Linked DNA regions of Mus musculus: all the other regions are linked to region 4. Evidence: chromatin contacts called from public HiChIP or PLAC-seq and promoter capture Hi-C data. All regions are on one chromosome and are shown on one strand. The core of a region is the stretch at or near the end of the contact, and the rest is flanking DNA. Distances in the headings are between cores, read along the strand shown.

What was found. Promoter capture Hi-C pulls out the DNA fragments that hold promoters and counts their contacts. HiChIP or PLAC-seq counts read pairs in DNA pulled down with a chosen protein or histone mark.
Region 1: an H3K4me3 HiChIP or PLAC-seq map of craniofacial prominence shows a contact between it and region 4, with 6 times the contacts expected there. The contact joins the enhancer-like site here to the promoter of Sfmbt2 in region 4. A contact is called at or near these places in 7 of 39 promoter capture datasets (the C10 cell line, the HPC-7 cell line, cranial neural crest and 4 more), 2 of 15 datasets of contacts at CTCF or cohesin (large pre-B cells and stem cell-derived epiblast-like cells), 3 of 484 Hi-C or Micro-C datasets (cerebral cortex, forebrain and lens fibers), 9 of 115 datasets of contacts at active chromatin or transcription factors (craniofacial prominence, embryonic basal ganglia, embryonic forebrain and 6 more) and 1 of 9 other capture datasets (embryonic stem cells).
Region 2: a contact with region 4 is called in a promoter capture Hi-C map of liver, with 2.6 times the contacts expected there. The contact joins the enhancer-like site here to the promoter of Sfmbt2 in region 4. A contact is called at or near these places in 4 of 39 promoter capture datasets (the HPC-7 cell line, frontonasal cranial neural crest, hippocampal neurons and 1 more) and 2 of 115 datasets of contacts at active chromatin or transcription factors (T-cell acute lymphoblastic leukemia and embryonic forebrain).
Region 3: a contact with region 4 is called in an H3K4me3 HiChIP or PLAC-seq map of embryonic forebrain, with 5 times the contacts expected there. The contact joins the enhancer-like site here to the promoter of Sfmbt2 in region 4. A contact is called at or near these places in 3 of 39 promoter capture datasets (hippocampal neurons and liver), 1 of 484 Hi-C or Micro-C datasets (cortical neurons) and 4 of 115 datasets of contacts at active chromatin or transcription factors (embryonic basal ganglia, embryonic forebrain, forebrain and 1 more).

What each region holds. Positions count from the first base shown.
Region 1 is chr2:11,098,142-11,102,303 of GRCm38.p6, reverse strand. It overlaps the pseudogene Gm13294. Among named protein-coding and RNA genes, the nearest start is that of Gm13264, 63 kb to the right of the region's middle. Within about 2 kb of position 1,858, at least 40 of the 459 cell types and tissues checked have an H3K27ac peak or open chromatin away from gene starts, as enhancers often do. A contact at or near this core is called in craniofacial prominence and second pharyngeal arch cranial neural crest, where this site is marked.
Region 2 is chr2:11,189,504-11,193,918 of GRCm38.p6, reverse strand. The region is part of intron 1 of Prkcq (protein kinase C, theta); the gene reads right to left. Among named protein-coding and RNA genes, the nearest start is that of Prkcq, 19 kb to the right of the region's middle. Within about 2 kb of position 1,273, at least 114 of the 459 cell types and tissues checked have an H3K27ac peak or open chromatin away from gene starts, as enhancers often do. A contact at or near this core is called in the HPC-7 cell line, T-cell acute lymphoblastic leukemia and liver, where this site is marked.
Region 3 is chr2:10,967,249-10,971,742 of GRCm38.p6, reverse strand. No RefSeq gene overlaps it. Among named protein-coding and RNA genes, the nearest start is that of Gm23877, 45 kb to the left of the region's middle. Within about 2 kb of position 2,277, at least 5 of the 459 cell types and tissues checked have an H3K27ac peak or open chromatin away from gene starts, as enhancers often do. A contact at or near this core is called in embryonic forebrain and neural tube, where this site is marked.
Region 4 is chr2:10,368,857-10,372,885 of GRCm38.p6, reverse strand. Sfmbt2 (Scm-like with four mbt domains 2) reads right to left here and starts at 2,435. Exons shown (of 23, transcript NM_001198808.1): 1 at 2,334-2,435.

The DNA.
Region 1 (4,162 bases), core at 609-3,108, 730 kb before region 4:
ATCCTGTGCCACATCTAGGCCCTTTGGAAGGCAGGATTCCCTTGCCTTGCCTTGCCTTGCCTTGCCTTGCCTTGCCTTGCCTTGCCTTGCCTTGCCTTGCCTTGCCTTGCCTTGCCTTGCCTTGCCTTTCCTTTTTCCATTCCTTTTTCCTTTCCTTTCCTTTCCTTTCCTTTCCTTTCCTTTCCTTTCCTTTCCTTTCCTTTCCTTTCCTTCTGCAGAATCTGAGTCCCTGATGATAGACATTCTAAGAGAAAGAGGAGAGCAAAAGTGGACCCATCCAATTCTTTCTTTGCAGATAAAGAACCCAATCCCCATGTAGCAAGGGTTTCAGGTTCTTATAAAATGAGAAAGAAAAAAGGTCAAGAAAACAGTGGTTTTTACATGTGGTTTTCCCCATGAATATTTGCAGATCAACTCAAATGCTCATTTCCATTTCATAGTCCTTAACGTTCCATCATCAAACTCAGGTTTCTCTCTCTCCTTTTTGAGAACCCAGGGCCTTCTGCCAAGTGAAATTGATACTGTAATTTGGATAAACACTTCATTTCTTATATATAATGCCGTGTTTGCAGGAAAACATATCCTTATGTATCATATTAATTCAACTGACTAGTTTAAGTGTTATTTGCAAATAAAATAAAATTCTCGAGAAAACAGCTACTTACCCTATTTTATTTAAATACAAATTCAAAATCTGCACAAGATTGACTACTAGTAGAAATACAAAGAAATAGAAGATACTGCTTTTTTTCTGGGGGGGGGGTGTTTCGAGACAGGGTTTCTCTGTGTAGCCCTGGCTGTCCTGGAACTCACTCTGTAGACCAAGCTGGCCTCGAACTCAGAAATCCGCCTGCCTCTGCCTCCTGAGCGCTGGGATTAAAGGCGTGAGCCACCACCGCCCCACTTAAGATCCTGCTTTGTGATTAAGTCAAACCTGTTGGATCTGCTTTAGCAACAGAATTTGACTGTGGATGTGTGGATATGATATCAAATCACTCATTTGAACACAGGTATCTAAAGATTCAAAATACTTATAGACTAGTGAGTCTCTCCACCCTCATAAAAGAACCTTTTTCCCTATCAAGTAATGATCAATACAGAGACCCACACTGGTCAGCACAAAAAGAATGAGAGCCATGGGTTGCTTACTCTCAGTGGGGGCACCTGTATCACACCCCTCCTCCCAAGGATCATTACATAAGATGAGGGAGGACGATTGTAAGAACCAGATGGATATGGTAAAATGATATTTGCTGGGCCTAATAGAGTAAGTACACACATAAACTTACATCCACACTATATATTAATATGGTATTAAATCTAGCATCTACATCTTATTTCATGCTTGGGTAGGCACAAAACATTATAGCATGTTGCAAATGATCATAACTCAGGCTTACAAATCCGTAGCATAAGGAAGTTCTGATTATCTCATTCTTTGTTTGTTTGTTTGTTTCAAGACAGGGCTTCTCTGTGTAGCCCTCGCCGTCCTGGAACTCACTTTGTAGACCAGGCTGGCCTCGAACTCAGAAATCCACCCGCTTCTGCTTCCCAAGTGCTGGGATTAAAGGTGTGCGCCACCACCACCCAGCTGATTATCTCATTCTTGTGATCTGTTGGTGGAGGGAGTAGTGGAGAATGGGAAGAATATAGCAGAGAAGACAAAAAACACAAATGCAGGAATTATCAGGTCCCAAAGATACAATGTATTCACTCAGACAGTGTTAGAGAATTGAATATTTTCCCCAAACATTGATGTTATAGATGAAGAAGTTGAGCTCTGTTGAGCTAGGGGTATTAAGAAGAATCAGGCTCCGCTCTCTCGGTCATGTGACCTTAACAGGAAAAACCCCGCCTCCGCCCACCACCGCGTAGAAGACACGGGCCGGCGGCAGCAGCAAGCAGCAGCAGCAGCAGCAGCAGCAGCAGCAACGCGGGGCAGAGGCGGCGGCGGGGACAGTTAGCCCAGGCCGCCCGGCTCTGCCTCCCCCCTCACGCCCCGCCACGGCCGCCCGCACCTGCGACAGATATTTTTAAAAATGGATTTGACCAACCATGGACTTATTCTACTGCAGCAGTTAAACGCTCAGCGAGAGTTTGGTTTCCTGTGTGACTGCACGGTTGCAATCGGCGATGTGTACTTCAAGGCACACAAATCAGTTCTCGCTTCATTCTCCAATTACTTTAAGATGTTGTTTGTCCATCAGACCAGTGAATGCGTCCGCCTGAAGCCCACTGACATACAGCCTGACATATTCAGCTATCTGCTCCACCTGATGTACACAGGGAAGATGGCCCCACAGCTCATCGACCCTGTGAGGCTAGAGCAAGGGATCAAATTCCTTCACGCATACCCCCTTATCCAGGAAGCCAGCCTTGCCAGCCAAGGCAGCTTTTCCTATCCCGAGCAAGTCTTCCCTCTGGCCTCATCCTTGTACGGCATTCAGATTGCAGACCATCTGCTGAGACAAGCCACCAAGATGAATTTAGGGCCTGAGAAACTTGGGCGGGAGCCTAGGCCACAGGCATCCAGGATGAACCAGGAGCCTGTACCAGAGACCTCGCAGCTGTCCCAGCTGACTTCAAACCTAGCCCAGGTGAATCGGACAAATATAACTCCCGCAGACCCCCCTGCAGACCTCGCTGTCACCTGAACTTGTCTCCACACCTGTGCCTCCCCCTCCTCCTGGGGAGGAGACCAACCTAGAGGCCTCTTCCGCTGACGAGCAGCCATCATCCCTTACGATCGCCCACGTAAAGCCAAGCATCATGAAGAGGAATGGAAGCTTCCCCAAGTACTAAGCCTGCCACCTGTGCGGCCGTCGCTTCTCGCTGCGCACCTGGAGATCCACACCGGGGTGCCCTTCACTGCTGGCCCGCCAGGGGAAGGCCCTGGGCCCTTGTCGCTCTGCAGCAATGCGGCCGACCTGGGCAAGGAGGCTCTGGAAGTACCAGAGGCAGGAATGATCAGCGACAGCGAGCTGCAGCACATCTCCGACTCCCACATCATCGATGGGCAGCAACAGTCGGAGACACCACAGCCCTCAGACATTGCAGACATCGACAACCTGGAGCAGGCGGACCAAGAGAGGGAAGTGAAGAGGCGCAAGTATGAGTGCACGATCTGCGGCCGCAAGTTCATCCAGAAAAGGCACTGGCGTGAGCACATGTACATTCACACGGGCAAACCCTTCAAGGGCAGCACCTGTGACAAGAGCTTCTGTAGGGCCAACCAGGCCACACGCCACGTGTGCCTCAACCAGAGCATTGACACCTACACCATGGTGGACAAGCAGACACTGGAGCTCTGCACGTTCGAGGAAGGCAGCCAGATGGACAATATGGGGATGCAGGCCAACAAGCCCTATAAGTGCAACCTGTGTGACAAGATGTTCTCCACACCCAATGAGGTGGTCAAACACTCCTGCCAGAACTAGAACTCAGACGTGTTCACCCTGGACGAGGGACGGTCAGTCCTACTTTGCAGTGGGGACTCAGAAGTAACTGAACCTGACCACCCCGTGTTAGCTCCATCAAAAAGGAACAGGAAACTGTGTTACTAGACTGAATGTTACTTGGGGTTTTTTGTTTTGTTTTGTTTTGTTTTCTTTTTTCTTTGGTATTTGTCCTTTTTTTTTTGACATTTTTTTTAGTTAGGTATTTTCTTCATTTACATTTCAAGCCCCCATACCCTCCCCCCCCACTCCCCTACTCACCCACTCTCACCTCTTGGCCCTGGCATTCCCCTGCACTGGGGCATATAAAGTTTGCAAGACCAAGGGGCCTCTATTCCCAATGATGGCCAACTAGGTCATCTTCTGATACATATGCAGCTAGAGATATGAGCACTGGGGGTACTGGTTAGTTCATGGTTACTTTCTCTAGCTCCTCCATTGGGGGCCCTGTGACCCATCCAATAGCTGACTGTGAGCATCCACTTCTGTGTTTGCTAGGCCCCGGCATAGTCTCACAAGAGACAGCTATATCAGGGTCCTTTCAGCAAAATCTTGCTAGTGTATGCAATGGTGTCAGCGTTTGGAAGCTGATTATGGGATGGATCCTCGGGTATGGCAGTGTCTAGGTGGTCCATCCTTTCATCTCAGCTCCAAACTTTGTCTCTGTAACTCCTTCCATGGGTGTTTTGTTCCCAATTCTTTTTTTT
Region 2 (4,415 bases), core at 24-2,523, 820 kb before region 4:
CTGCAATCCCAGAATTTTTTGAGGTAAGAAGAGACAAGAGGTGCACACAGGCGAGGCCTGGGGGCCATCTGGCCTGCACCACGCAGAAAAACAGCAAGGAAGAACATGTCAGACTTTGCCTCCAAACAAAGGTGTAAATCTAGACTCATGAACTCTTTTAAGTATGTGCAAGATAATCTCTCACGCATGTACTTAAATTTTAAAGGGAATTCACTCCATCAATATTTAAGGGACACTCTCACAACAGCATTTATTCCTGTTTCTTACAAGCACATCCTTCTAAATTGCCTGGGATTTGGTTGAAAAGAGCCCTGAGTCCAACAAACCTCCCTTCACAGCTGCTAAGATAAAAACAGACATACAATATTTTTAAAATAAAATTAAAAAAAAAAAAAAGCTTAGTAAACACAGGGAGGAGACATATGCAGAAACCCACAACTGATTTAATTTGCAAAACCACACCGCCTTAGCTCAACTAGAGTGAAGATGATTTAGATAAAATACAACCAGAAAAGGGAGATAGCGGATACCGGGTAAGCAACACAGCTGATGCTGTAGCAGGAAACGCTCTGGGCGGGAAGTGAAGATCAGAAAAACTTTCTACATTGGCTTTGTTTCAAGATGCTGGAGGCAATCACTGCTCATTGGAAGAAGGTATTAACTTGTCTCTGTGGGAGAATCCTCACCTTGATGCAGGAAGGAAAACAAGACTTGTTAAATTGAAGCTGTGGAGTCTGGAGCTACCTTCATCTTTGCGTGCAAAGACCTGAGGAATTTCTCAAGAGGTGGATTGTATCTTTAGGGTGTAAGAAAAGAGGGCAAGAAAAACTCCGTGTAGAAACCAACGACTGTGGTTCCTTTCCCAGGAAGTATTTGCAGAGTAGATTACAAGCATAAATGACCATAACCGCACAGCAGGGCAAAACTGCCTCTGGAGGTGACACAGGCTGAAGGTCAAAGGAGAACAGAAAGCGAAAGCTTTTCTGTCTGAGCTTTATTTATGAGTTGGAATTCACTAAGCCATTCTCAAGCATTCTGCTGCTCATTTTCCTAGCTGTGAAATAATTCAGCCATAGGCAATAAAAGGTTAAGGATCAAAAGTGAAAGCAGAGATGAACCTTATGAATAAGGATTACAGCTGTCGGCTTAGGTAAGAGAAGATTCACCTAGGAGCTGGCATTCACTGCCCACTACCAAGACCCAGGCGCTATGTAGTAACAAAAGAATCCAGGGTAGAAAAAGAGAGTCACGTGTGCTTTGAGCCCTTCTAGAGGACCCAAGGGGAGCACTCAAGGATGTGTGGGTCTAGCAGAGAGGGTGGCCATGCTGCTTCTACGCTGTCTAATGGTGCCTTTGTTTTTCTTAACCATGATTTTGCGGCAGTGAGAATGTATGAGATTTTTTTTTTTCTGAGTCATACGTTAAACAATCTGAAAGCTGCTGGGGTTGCAGAAGTTCCCCTGAGCTTCCCAGCCTTGTCTGGATTCTTCAGGCACCGGCCATTACTCAACCTGCTCTCACCGAGCCCTGTTTGCTTTCTTCTCCAACAGACAGGTCTTCTGAGGGCTAGCTAGCATCTTCTCCTTTTATCCCTCTTTCCTCTCTATACACAAAATTATGTCCAATGTGGTTAGATATCTGATCAAGAAATATTTAACTCAAATAAGGCAAATTTAAAGTTTAAAATTAAAAAAATGTCCAGTTTCTGCTCATTGACTAAACCAGGCTAAGGTGTCGTGGAATGTCCACGGAACCTGGGTTTTTAAGGTGATCCGTGCCTTTCAAAGTCCTAAGGTGGCAGAGAATTTCAGGCATTGGAAAAGAATGTGGTGAAAATTTTCTACAATATTTTGTAGGAAGAAATGTTCCAAGGCAGTGGTTCTCCACCTGTGAGTCCCACACAACCCCTTTGGGGGTTGTCTATCAGATATTTACATTATGGTTCATAATAGTACCAAAATTAAAGTTATGAAGTAGAAATGAAATAATTTCATGATTAGTGGTCACCACAACATGAAGAACTAAGGGCCACAGCATTGGGAAGGTTAAGAACCACTGGTCTGAAGGGTTTCTTCCCAACAGGTTAGGGCACTTAGACTTATTTTATACCTTTCATAGTGTCTTCCCTTCTTCTATGACTGAATATATATATGATTGAAACCTAAAATCACTAGCTAGGACCTGGGGAAATGGCTCAGTGGAAAAGGGCCAGGTAAGGGTGAATACTTGATTTCTATGATCCCTGGCACCCTCTGGCTGTGGCCAAACACTTGGTCCATCACTTCAACACTGTCATGTCAGAGACTCACAAGTTGCCAGGCTAGCGAGGTAGCTCCACATTGAGTGAGAGGCCTGCTTCAAGGCAATGATGCAGAGATAATAGAGCAAGACACCCAGTGTCCTTCCCTGGCTTCTACATAGGCATGCACCTCCACATGTGTGCAGATACACAAGACTACACACACCACATATGCTTCCTCACATTCGCCAGACAAACAGAACACTCTAGCACTGGTGGGTCTGCTGTGGCAGGATGGTGACACTGAGGGAAGCCTTACTGACTGCAGCTCCCTAGAAAGAGGGTCATGAACGTCCTCTACCTAGGCAGTTATTGAATCTAATTTGTTTTCATGTATTCATTTCCAGGGCTAGTATGGATGTATTTGTTTATTTTTGAGGCAGAGTCGCTCACAGCCCAGCCTAGCCATGAACTTTCCTGTAACCAAGGTGACCTTGAACCTCTGATCCTCTTCGTTCTGTCTCCCAATCACAGGTGAGCACTACCACCCTCTGCACAGTGCTGCGGCTCTGTGCATGCTCCCTAAGCGCTCGACCAGACAGGTACACCTCTGCTTTTCCACTATAATTATATTCGATTAATTGCTTTGCTTTTGAAAATTGCCCATTTTCTCAAATATGAAAACTCCATTAAAATTCTGAGTTTTTTTTTTCTTTTTAATAACCAATCAAAAAACCAAAGCATACCATTGTCAGCGGTTTTCTGGTGGGGGCGGTATAACACACTTGTTTTAACTCTCTCTCTCTTCTCTCTCTGACAAAATAAGAAACAAAAGTAAACAAGGAACAACCCCCCCCATCAACAACACAGAAATGAAAGTTAAAATGAGCAGGAAAAAAAATGAATAAAATTTAAAAATACCAAAACAAAACAAAAAGCTTCACAAAAATACCACTGAGTTTGTTTATTTTGTCAACTATTCCTGGCCATCTCGGAGGTCTGACCTGTGTGTGGTTCATATATTTGGTGACATTCCAATAGAGAAAAAAAATTAAATGATGCCTTTAAAGATCTCTCTCTCTGTCTCTCATTATGTGCACAGTGTTTTGGCTGAGTTCTGCTTGTATACCACTTACATGTCTGGTGCCACTGGAGTCAGAGAGGTGTCAGGTCTCCTGGGACTAGAGTTGCAGGTGATTGTGAACCACATTTTGGGTGCTGGGGATTGAACCTGGGGCTGTATGAATGCTAGGCAAGCATGCTACCAGCTGAGCTACATCCCTAACCCCTAAATGATGCTTTTGAAGTTAAAAACAAAAGAATACTTGTTTTGAAGAAGAGTGTCTTTTTGAGTATTGAAATCAAGTGCTTCGGGAGCCTGCTAAACAATGAACAATAGGCTCAGGGGCCATCAAAAATTGACACAAATTTATTGGTTTATATACATATGAAAATCTCCCGACGGAAAGGCAAATGAAAAAGTACCATCAGGCACAAACGAAAATAATTTCAAGATGTCCCATGGTGCATTATTTTTTGAATTCCCCAAATATTTTCATGAAGTTCAAACTTCATGGTTATTGCTCAAGAATGCTAATCTAGCTGCATCCTCACTCTGTTTTAATTAAAGAAATTAATAGTTCCCTGTGAGTTACAGAAGTCAGCATCAGCCTCTCTCTCTGCCTCTCTGTCTCTGTCTGCCTGTCTCTCTGCCTCTGTCGTGTGTGTGTGTGTGTGTGTGTGTGTGTGTGTGTGTGAGAGAGAGAGAGAGAGAGAGAGAGAGAGAGAGAGAGAGAGAGAGAGAGAGACTTGTCTGTGTGAGCTTGTGAGGAGCACAGATGTTGAAGCCATGATCAGTCCTTGATCTGTCACTAAGTCACACCTCCCCCCAGACAGAATGTAGCAGTGCTGGGGGTGCTTATTAAATACAGCATTCAACCTAGAATGAATGAGAGACAGAGGGGGAAGCTCATGTGAGCATGGTGAGCTTGAGAACGGGAGGAGTCAGTCCAGAGGATAGATGAAGGTTCTAAAATGCAGTCTATCTCAGCTCCAGGTCTGCTTAAAAAAAATCTTTACATACAAAACTAGAAGTTTCAAATACAATTGGAAGGCAAGAAGTCCATGGAGAAATAAATCAGGTTTCTGGACATACTGGGAAGGAAAATACATAGGG
Region 3 (4,494 bases), core at 1,028-3,527, 600 kb before region 4:
GTGTTAGGACATTAGGCTACATGAAGCAAGCTAACTACCAAGGCGCAGACACCCCAGGATCCCCCTTATATGAAATAGGTACAATGATCAAATTCATAGAGACTCTAAGTAAAATGGTGGTTGCTGGCAGTTGGAGGAAGAGGAATAAGGAGTTACTGTTTGGTATATTAAAATTTTCTGTTTTGTACATTCAGAATTTCTGCAAGAGAAGATGCAAGGGTTATAGACGTGGATGATGGTGATTGGTTACAGCAATATGGATGTTCTTAATGACACTAACATGCAGGTTTCAAAATGGTTATCATCATATCAGTGTGTATTAGCCCAGAATAAAAAGATTAAAGGAAAGAGGATACAGGAGGGAAAGGAAGGGAAGGGGAAGGAAAGAGGAAGGGGAAGGGAGGGAGAGGGAAGGGAAAGGGAAGAGAAGAAAAGGGAAAGGAAGGGGAGGGGGGAAAGGGAGGGGAGGGGAGGGGAGGGGAAGAGAAAGGGAGGGAAGGCCTGACGTGGCTTTTTTTTCTTTGACCTAAGAATGACTTGATTCCAACATCTCTATTCTTTTGCTTATATCTTTATTCTTTCACAATTTTACACACACACACACACACACACACACACACACACACACACACAAACACAGTGGTTTGAAAGAAATCTGTCCCTTGTAAGCTTTTGTATTTGAATGCTCACTCCTCTGTTGGTGGCACTGTTTGAGGAGGCCATGGAGCCTTTTGGACATAAAGTAAAATGTCACTGAGGGCAGGTGTTGAGAATCTGTAACATGTCCTGATTTCCAGTTCTTTCTCCTTGGTTTCTTCATGTAAATGGATGCTTGTCAGCCTTGGGTGTTACAGAACAGTGTCCTCAGATGGGCTCCACATTTATCTCCTCACTATGTCTTCTGCCTCAAGATAATACATGTTACATAAAGGCTGAGGGAAAGAGCATTTGACCAGAGCTTGTTCCAGGTAGGGGCTACCACTGCAGCAGCTGTAGGAACAGCCTTTGGGAGGAGGTGTCTTGCCAATGCCTATCCAAAGTCTCAGAGTGACTGGCGGCCTTTCAACCTGGGAAGTCCACTTCTAGGACTGAATCTTCTGGAAAGAGTCAGAGCTCATATTTCCTTAGCATCGCTGCTGTAGCCTCTGACAGTCATGGTCAGTCGCGACAGGAGAAAACAAGAAACAGGGCACTGAGAGCGATTGGTTAAACTATGTATGGCTGAACTGGTAGACTGTTATGTATGTTATGACTGTTATGTATGTTATGTATGTTATGTACTGTTATGTATGTTATGACTGTTATGTATGTTATGTATGGCTGAACTGGTAGACTGTTATGTATGTTATGACTGTTATGTATGTTATGTATGTTATGTACTGTTATGTATGTTATGACTGTTATGTATGTTATGTATGGCTGAACTGGTAGACTGTTATGTATGTTATGACTGTTATGTATGTTATGTATGTTATGTACTGTTATGTATGTTATGACTGTTATGTATGTTATGTATGGCTGAACTGGTAGACTGTTATGTAAACACAAAGAGAAAAAGATCAGTTGTATAGTGGTGGTGGTGCATGCTTAAAACAAAATGGCTTGTGTTTTCTCTGAATGGAGGAGCTACCTAAGGCCTTCTCGTTTCGTCTTTGTATTATTTTGCATTTCCTACATATTTTAAATTACAAATGAGAACTTATTATTTTTAGCCCAGAACAAAACAGTTGCTGTTTACAAACATGTTTGGTAGAAGGGTCAGCTCCAGGTACATGATATGGAGCAGGAGGATCAGGCGACCTCTTTCCTCTTTCAGTTGCCATACCTATAAAACAGAACAAAGAACATGTCTGCCAATGTCAGGTTATCGTTAGGATTTAGGGACAAAGTAGAGGCAAACCATATGTAAGCATTTTAAAAAGGCATAAAACATTTTTATATGTTATATATGTTCAAATTTTTATTTCTGTTATAAGACTGAGGGTCACTTAAATAGCACAGTGATAGAATTGGAGTTAATGGATCAAAAATATCCTGCTAACGACAAATTATCCAGTGAAGACTCTCGGAGAGGTTTGGAGTGTCTATTCTGTATGACCGCAATGCTATGTTAAGTTTTGTTTGTTTTTGTTTTTTATCCTAGACAAAACTAAAGCCCCCTTTCTCCCCGTGAACTGAGCTTGTTCTTCTGCTTACAGCAGAAGCAGTCTATTGGCAGCAAGCAGCCCTTGTCTTACGGAAAACTGAGCACAGAGAAAGCCTGCACTTCTCTTTGTCTTTAATGGAATGTTCAGCCAACAGGATAAAGGGACACATCTTAAAATGCAAGTTTTCTTTCTGGAGTCTCTCCTGTTCCATGGCTAATTTGGATCTGGTCTTGGAGCAGAAGGAAGTATAAATTATAGCTAAATGGGAGTATCGGAAACAAAGGAAGAAGCGGTTATAAAGAGGGCAGGGGCGGGACCTGAGCGAGCCGGAGAACATTTGGGGAATGGAAATTAGACAGGTTCTGAAATATTTTCAAACCCTTTTACTGCCATCTGTTAGAGGTCTACGTTGCTATGAACTTATCATTTCCAATCAATGAATCCTCTGGCTATGGAAAACATTTGGTAAAGGATGATTGGACTTCTTTCTTAGTGGTAAAACGGGAAAGGAACGTGAAATCCGGTGGAGCCAGGATCCTGGGCAAACTCTTCCCGAGTACTGTTGGCTGCATGTTAAAAAGACCAAACAGGGCTTGCTTGTTTTCTCTCTTCCTTCCTTCCTTCCTTCCTTCCTTCCTTCCTTCCTTCCTTCCTTCCTTCCTTCCTTCCTTCCTTCCTTCCTTCCTTCCTCCCTCCCTCCCTCCCTCCCTCCCTCCCTCCCTCCGTCTTTCTTTCTTTCTTTCTTTCTTTCTTTCTTTCTTTCTTTCTTTCTTTCTTTCTTTCTTTTTCCTTCTAAAACCTGTTCTTTTATCATGCTGCACACTAAGGTTTGTCCCTGCCATAGATGATCCAGCTGTTAAGATCAGACTATGGGGAAAACGATTCCCTATAAAGTCGTCTACAGGTGTCGTCTGCAAGGTCTATCAGTGCCTGGATTAACCATGAAATTTCTGAACCTAGAGGCACTTTAGTACTTGGATCCAGTTGTCAGATTGCTGAATTAAAAAAAAAAATCTAGAGGCTTGAGAGTGGGCTTAGTGGGTAGGAACGCTTGCTGTCCAAGCATGAGGACCCGAGTTCAGATCTCAGTGCCCGCTTAACATAAACCAAGTATGGCTGTGTTGTGTACCTGTAACCCCAGCAGATGGAGACAGAAGGATCACTTAGCTTTCTGGGTGCCAGTGTCATAGCTGCAGACTCGGTGAGGAATTCTCAGAGATTTAAGGCAGAGAATAGGATTTGGGATGCATAAATGTGATCAGAACACATTGTGTAAAATTATCAAAGAATTCCAAGAATTACGGCTAAAAAGCAGAGTGAGCAGGAAACTTGACATCCTCCACAAGCACGGGTACTCATCTACATATGTGCTCACAAATCACACACACAAACACACACACACACACACAAACACACACACACACACACACACACAGAGAGAGAGAGAGAGAGAGAGAGAGAGAGAGAGAGAGAGACTATAAATAGAATAAAACCAACTGTTTTGTAAAAATAGAAATCAAGCAGAAAAGGAAGATCTTTTGCAGTTAAATGATTTTAGTTTTAGTCTCAAAGATTAATGAGTTAATCTAGAAAACAAACAACTCCTACTGGAAAAGGGCCTCATTATTTCTTTATTAGTTATTCTTTTCTTCGCTATGACAAAATACTTGAAAAGAGCAACCTCACTAAGGTCAGGATTACGCTGGTGCAGCTGAGCGTACTGTTCATCTTGGAGGTGGAAGGACACAGGGAGAGGGTCTTCTTACATCTTCAGTCAGGAAGCAAAGGGAGGGACTATTGTCCTTAGGTTACATCCTGATTTATTCAGCCCAGGAGTCCAACCAATGCAAAAGGGGTACCCACATTTAAGTCTTTTCACTTTAATTGATGCTGTCTAGAAAAAACCCTCACAGAAAATGCTTATAGACTTATTTCTGTGGTGATTCAAGATCACGTCGAGTTGAAAAATGAATAATGATCACAATCCCCAAAGATGGGTACCTGGAAACAGAAATGTTCATGTAGATCCCAAGTTCCAAAGTTCTCTGCATCCACCTGCTCTTCCCCTTCCAGGGCTGTCTCGTCTCATTCAGATTAGGTCTAGAAGTGTCCCTACATCTAGTCTTCTATGACACACATGAACTCAGTCTGTTCTAAGTATTCTTGGCTGCTTTGCTCTCCCCTTCTTCCCTTCCTTCCTTCCTTCCTTCCTTCCTTCCTTCCTTCCTTCCTTCCTTCCTTCCTTCCTTCCTTCCCTCCCTCCCTCCCTCCCTCCCTCCCTCCCTCCCTCCCTCCTTCCTTCCTTCCTTCCTTCCTTCCTTCCTTCCTTCCTTCCTTCTTCCCATTC
Region 4 (4,029 bases), core at 1,186-3,685:
CGCAGAGAGGAGTTAGAGGCTTCGCTCAAGTGCTTCTCATTTCCTCTCCAGCCTCTGCGCTTCGGTTTTTCTCCTCCTTCCTCCCCAACCCCCCGCCTCCCCCCTCCACCCAGACTGGCTCGAGCTTCCTTCTTTAAAAAAAAAAAACTAAACTGGGAAAAAAAAAAAAAAAAAAAAAAAGACGCCTTTCGGCACACTCAACCTGCGGGCCAGAGATCTGCTCGCGGGCCGGGTTGGACGAGGGGACCGTGTCTGGGGCGGCGTCCTACCTGATTAAGTTTGTCCTGCCAGGAATGGTGGAACCTGGCCCCCGGGGGCGACCGGAGTGGGCGCGGGTCCGGCTCACCCGCCCTCTCTTGCTCGCTCGCTCTCTACCCGCCGCCTCCCTAGCGCGCCCGCTCGGGTCCTCCAGCTCCCACTACAGCCTCATTCCAATATGGCATCCTCTCTATGCGCATGCCCGGCACTCTTTTTTAAGATTTCTCTCTTTCTCTGTAGAGCGAACTCCTTCAACGACCTTTTTCCAATGCTCGCAAAATGTCTCGAGCCAATTAGCCTGCTCTTCGTGGTAGACTCCTTCTCCCGCCCACAAGGTGACACTCTCCCCCCGCCCACCGCCCCCCCCCGCCTCCCCCCGCCTCTCCCCCCTCCCCCCGCCCAGGCATAGGTAGACACCTCCCCCAGTGAGCACGGACCTCGCCACGAGGACCCCTGGGGCGGTTCCCTTCCCTCCTTTCCTTCAACTCCCTCCACAAGTGATCCGTAGAAAGTTCACACCGCAAGCGTACCCGAACACCCATTTGCCCCGACAACTGGACTCACACCCCAATTTCTCAGCTGTTGTTTGTTTTCTAGGTTTGCAATCCCCTGGTCTACCTAGAGCATAATCTCGTGCTTTACCCGTCCAAGAGTTTTTGAAGTGAGGAGAATGGGGGACCCTAAAAACAAAATCGAAGGTCCCGTCTGGTCTACCCCACCCTGTACTTTAATTGTGCTTTTATATGAAGACTCTCAAAAAAAAAAAAATCTGTTCTTGGGGGAGAGAAGAAGAGGTTTTCTTTGGGCCCGTACCACACCCAAAAATGCTGGGAGTTAAGTTTGGACTGCCGGGGATCTACCAGCTGCAATCTACAGGAATGCGAGTGACGAAGCTCGCTGGGCTTCTGGTGGGACACCTGGCCAGGACAGGTTCCCGTAGGGTGGGGTTTCCCTGGCCCATATCAAGAAAAACCAGGTCCTTCATGATCTATAGGAATGGAGCGGAAGATCCGCCCAATCTGATCTGCGGGGTCTACCCGCACTTTTTCACGGGCGTGGCGCAAGGGCTAATGAGCTTCCCGGGCCTTGGGCGCAATGGTGGTACGGAACACAAACGAAATGTCCCCTATACAGAAAAGCTGGAGATGCCCAGGTAGACAAAACTCACCGTTTATGAAGCTGGGAAGCAGTAGAGCGAATATAGAGCTGGTTCTATCGACTAGGAAACAGAAGACACAATTGCTCAAGGTCTTTGCCTTTACAACCCCGACTTCAAAAAAAAAAAAAAATCTTCCACTCCGTAGTCTTCTATTGCCCACCTATCCCTTACACCACTCTCCGAAAAAACAACTACATACTGAGATTTTTAGTCACCCTCCCTGATCCTAACATCCCAGCGAAATTCCCACACGTGGTTCCCTAGGGAGTGGTGAGGGCTAGGAACCGCCAATAGAGTGACGGGGCCAGAGGCTAACTTTGCGCGGGAGACATCACCAACTATGAGGCTTTAGGTCATCTGGAAGAATCTAGAAGGGAGAAGCGCAGAAATGGCTCTCGCCATTATTGGGCCTCAGGGGTGGGGGGTGGGAGGGAATGGTGGGCGAAAGTCAGAGATTCGGAAAGCGTGGTGGAAGTTACAAAAGACTGAGCCCTGCCAGTCTGAGAATATTTCCTTCACATTTTAGAGAATTCTTTAGCTCTAAAGCGTCTCGCCTTGCCCATACACCTCCGTTTAGTACAGAGCCATCTAAGACCCTGAAGGCCCCAGTCATTCGCTTATCAGTATTCTCTGAGGTTCACACTTTTATCACCCGCCGGAGTTTGCCACTCCCGAAGCTAGCTTCCCGGTGTCCAACTCTTAGGAACACCAATGTATTTTTTGAGCTCATCATCCTTAAGGTCGGAGACTCCTGACGGCAGAAACTTCTCAAAAATAAATTAATCCCGTCCCTGAACATTATTCATCCCATCTACACCCGCAACTGCTTCTTTTATTAACCCAAGGTGGTCTCAGGTGAAGAATCCGAGGATTCCAGAGTGTATGTCCAGGTTTAGGTCTCAAAGTCCCAACTTACCTCTTCTCACTCCTTCAACTCGCAGCTGATCCTTCAGAAAGAGGTGGGAAAGAGGCTCAAAGTCACCTTTAGAGGCTTAGACCCACAAGACCCAACCTGCGCTTCCGTCCAGGGGAGTGGTCAGGGTCCTGTCCTTCCCCCTTCCCTCCCTCCTCCCCCCAATAACCAAGCGCAAAGCACTCTTAGACCGGAATAGCTCTCAACTCACACTAGGTTGTCCAACCCAACTCTCCAAAGCCTCAGGTTGTGGTTGCGTTGGACGCCTTAGGCAGCAGAACTCCTTTGTGCGTCCTAGACCGCCCACCTAGCTCCCAGCTTCCCTACCAGGACTTCCGGGCAGCTCCCCTTTGGAAGGAAATAGAATTTTATCAGTCCACCAGCCACGAGGCTTGAGTTGTAACCTACCAACGCGGTAAGGGTTGCGGGTCTATTTCCTGGTTTAAAGTTACGATTGCCCACTGAACGTTGTTCCATCAAAATTTTTAAACACACACCTGATTATCTTACCTGATTCGACAAAGTAATTAAGCAATCTCTATATGGTTGATATTCAGACCCACATTATGTAATTCTGCCCAAGGATCTATAGCAAATGGCGCGGAGTTCCACCCACCCATTCATTCATTCATTCATTTGTGTATTTATCTATCTACCTGTCATGATTAAGAAATAAAAAACATTGCGCTGTCACTGCACGTAGTGGCCGCACTGTTTACACAAATTACTCCAATGATGTCTACAGCAAACGGTCTCCAAGTTCAATATCCTTTACTTTTAATTCACTCTTGGCACATGGCTTTTCTTATGTCCTTTGGCTTTTCTTTGTGATCGTTGCTCCTGCTGCTGTTGTTGTTTTGTTTTTTGTTTCTTTTTAACCCACCTCCCACTTTTATCCCAGGGCACCCAAAAGGCAATGAAAAGTGGCTAGCAGGTTCCCTCCGAAGTTAAAGGTACTCCTTCGTCCCGTTCCAATGCCGTCTAATTTCCACTTTCATTTCACAACCAGACCCTTTAGGGATGTGTGACTCCAAATGCGGGACCCACTCCAAATCAATAAAACAGTAACCACTGCCAAGAAATAAAGAAGTAGAGAAAGCAGAGACTGCCTTTCCAAAGACAAAATGCACTCCAACTCAGGAGAAGTCATGTTCAGTCTCACGATTAATAGTACTAAGTGATTCACTAAAAAATAATTAACACTTTCTGAAAAATCTCCCTTCAAATAAGTCTCTGATAGCACTGACTATATATGCTCTTGCATTCCTAAATTCTGGCTAAGCCATTCATTTCACCACTGTGTTAAAAAGTAATTAAATTAGTTTTGTTAACTGTAAGATATGTATATGCTCTTCCATTTCTCTAATGTCACAGAAAAAAATTAGAAAAGTTCACAGAGGAAAAGTTTCTCCTTTATATTCTGTAAATTCCTAAGAATCATGTCATGAGAACTTACAAGGTTAAAAAAAAAAACTGTGTGTTTATATTTATATTAGAGGCATGTAGTGGTTTAAATCTTGTTGCGTTATAAGTAATAAATAAGTGTTGTGTATTTGTTGAGCCGCATGTAGTCATTTTTTTTTACATGCTCATTTCCTTCAAAAGCAAGGAAGAATCCACTTTCCACAGACTCTTTGTATCTAAATATTTCTTAAAGATGCAGGTCATGGAAGCTTACATACAAGCAGGAGAGCTAACA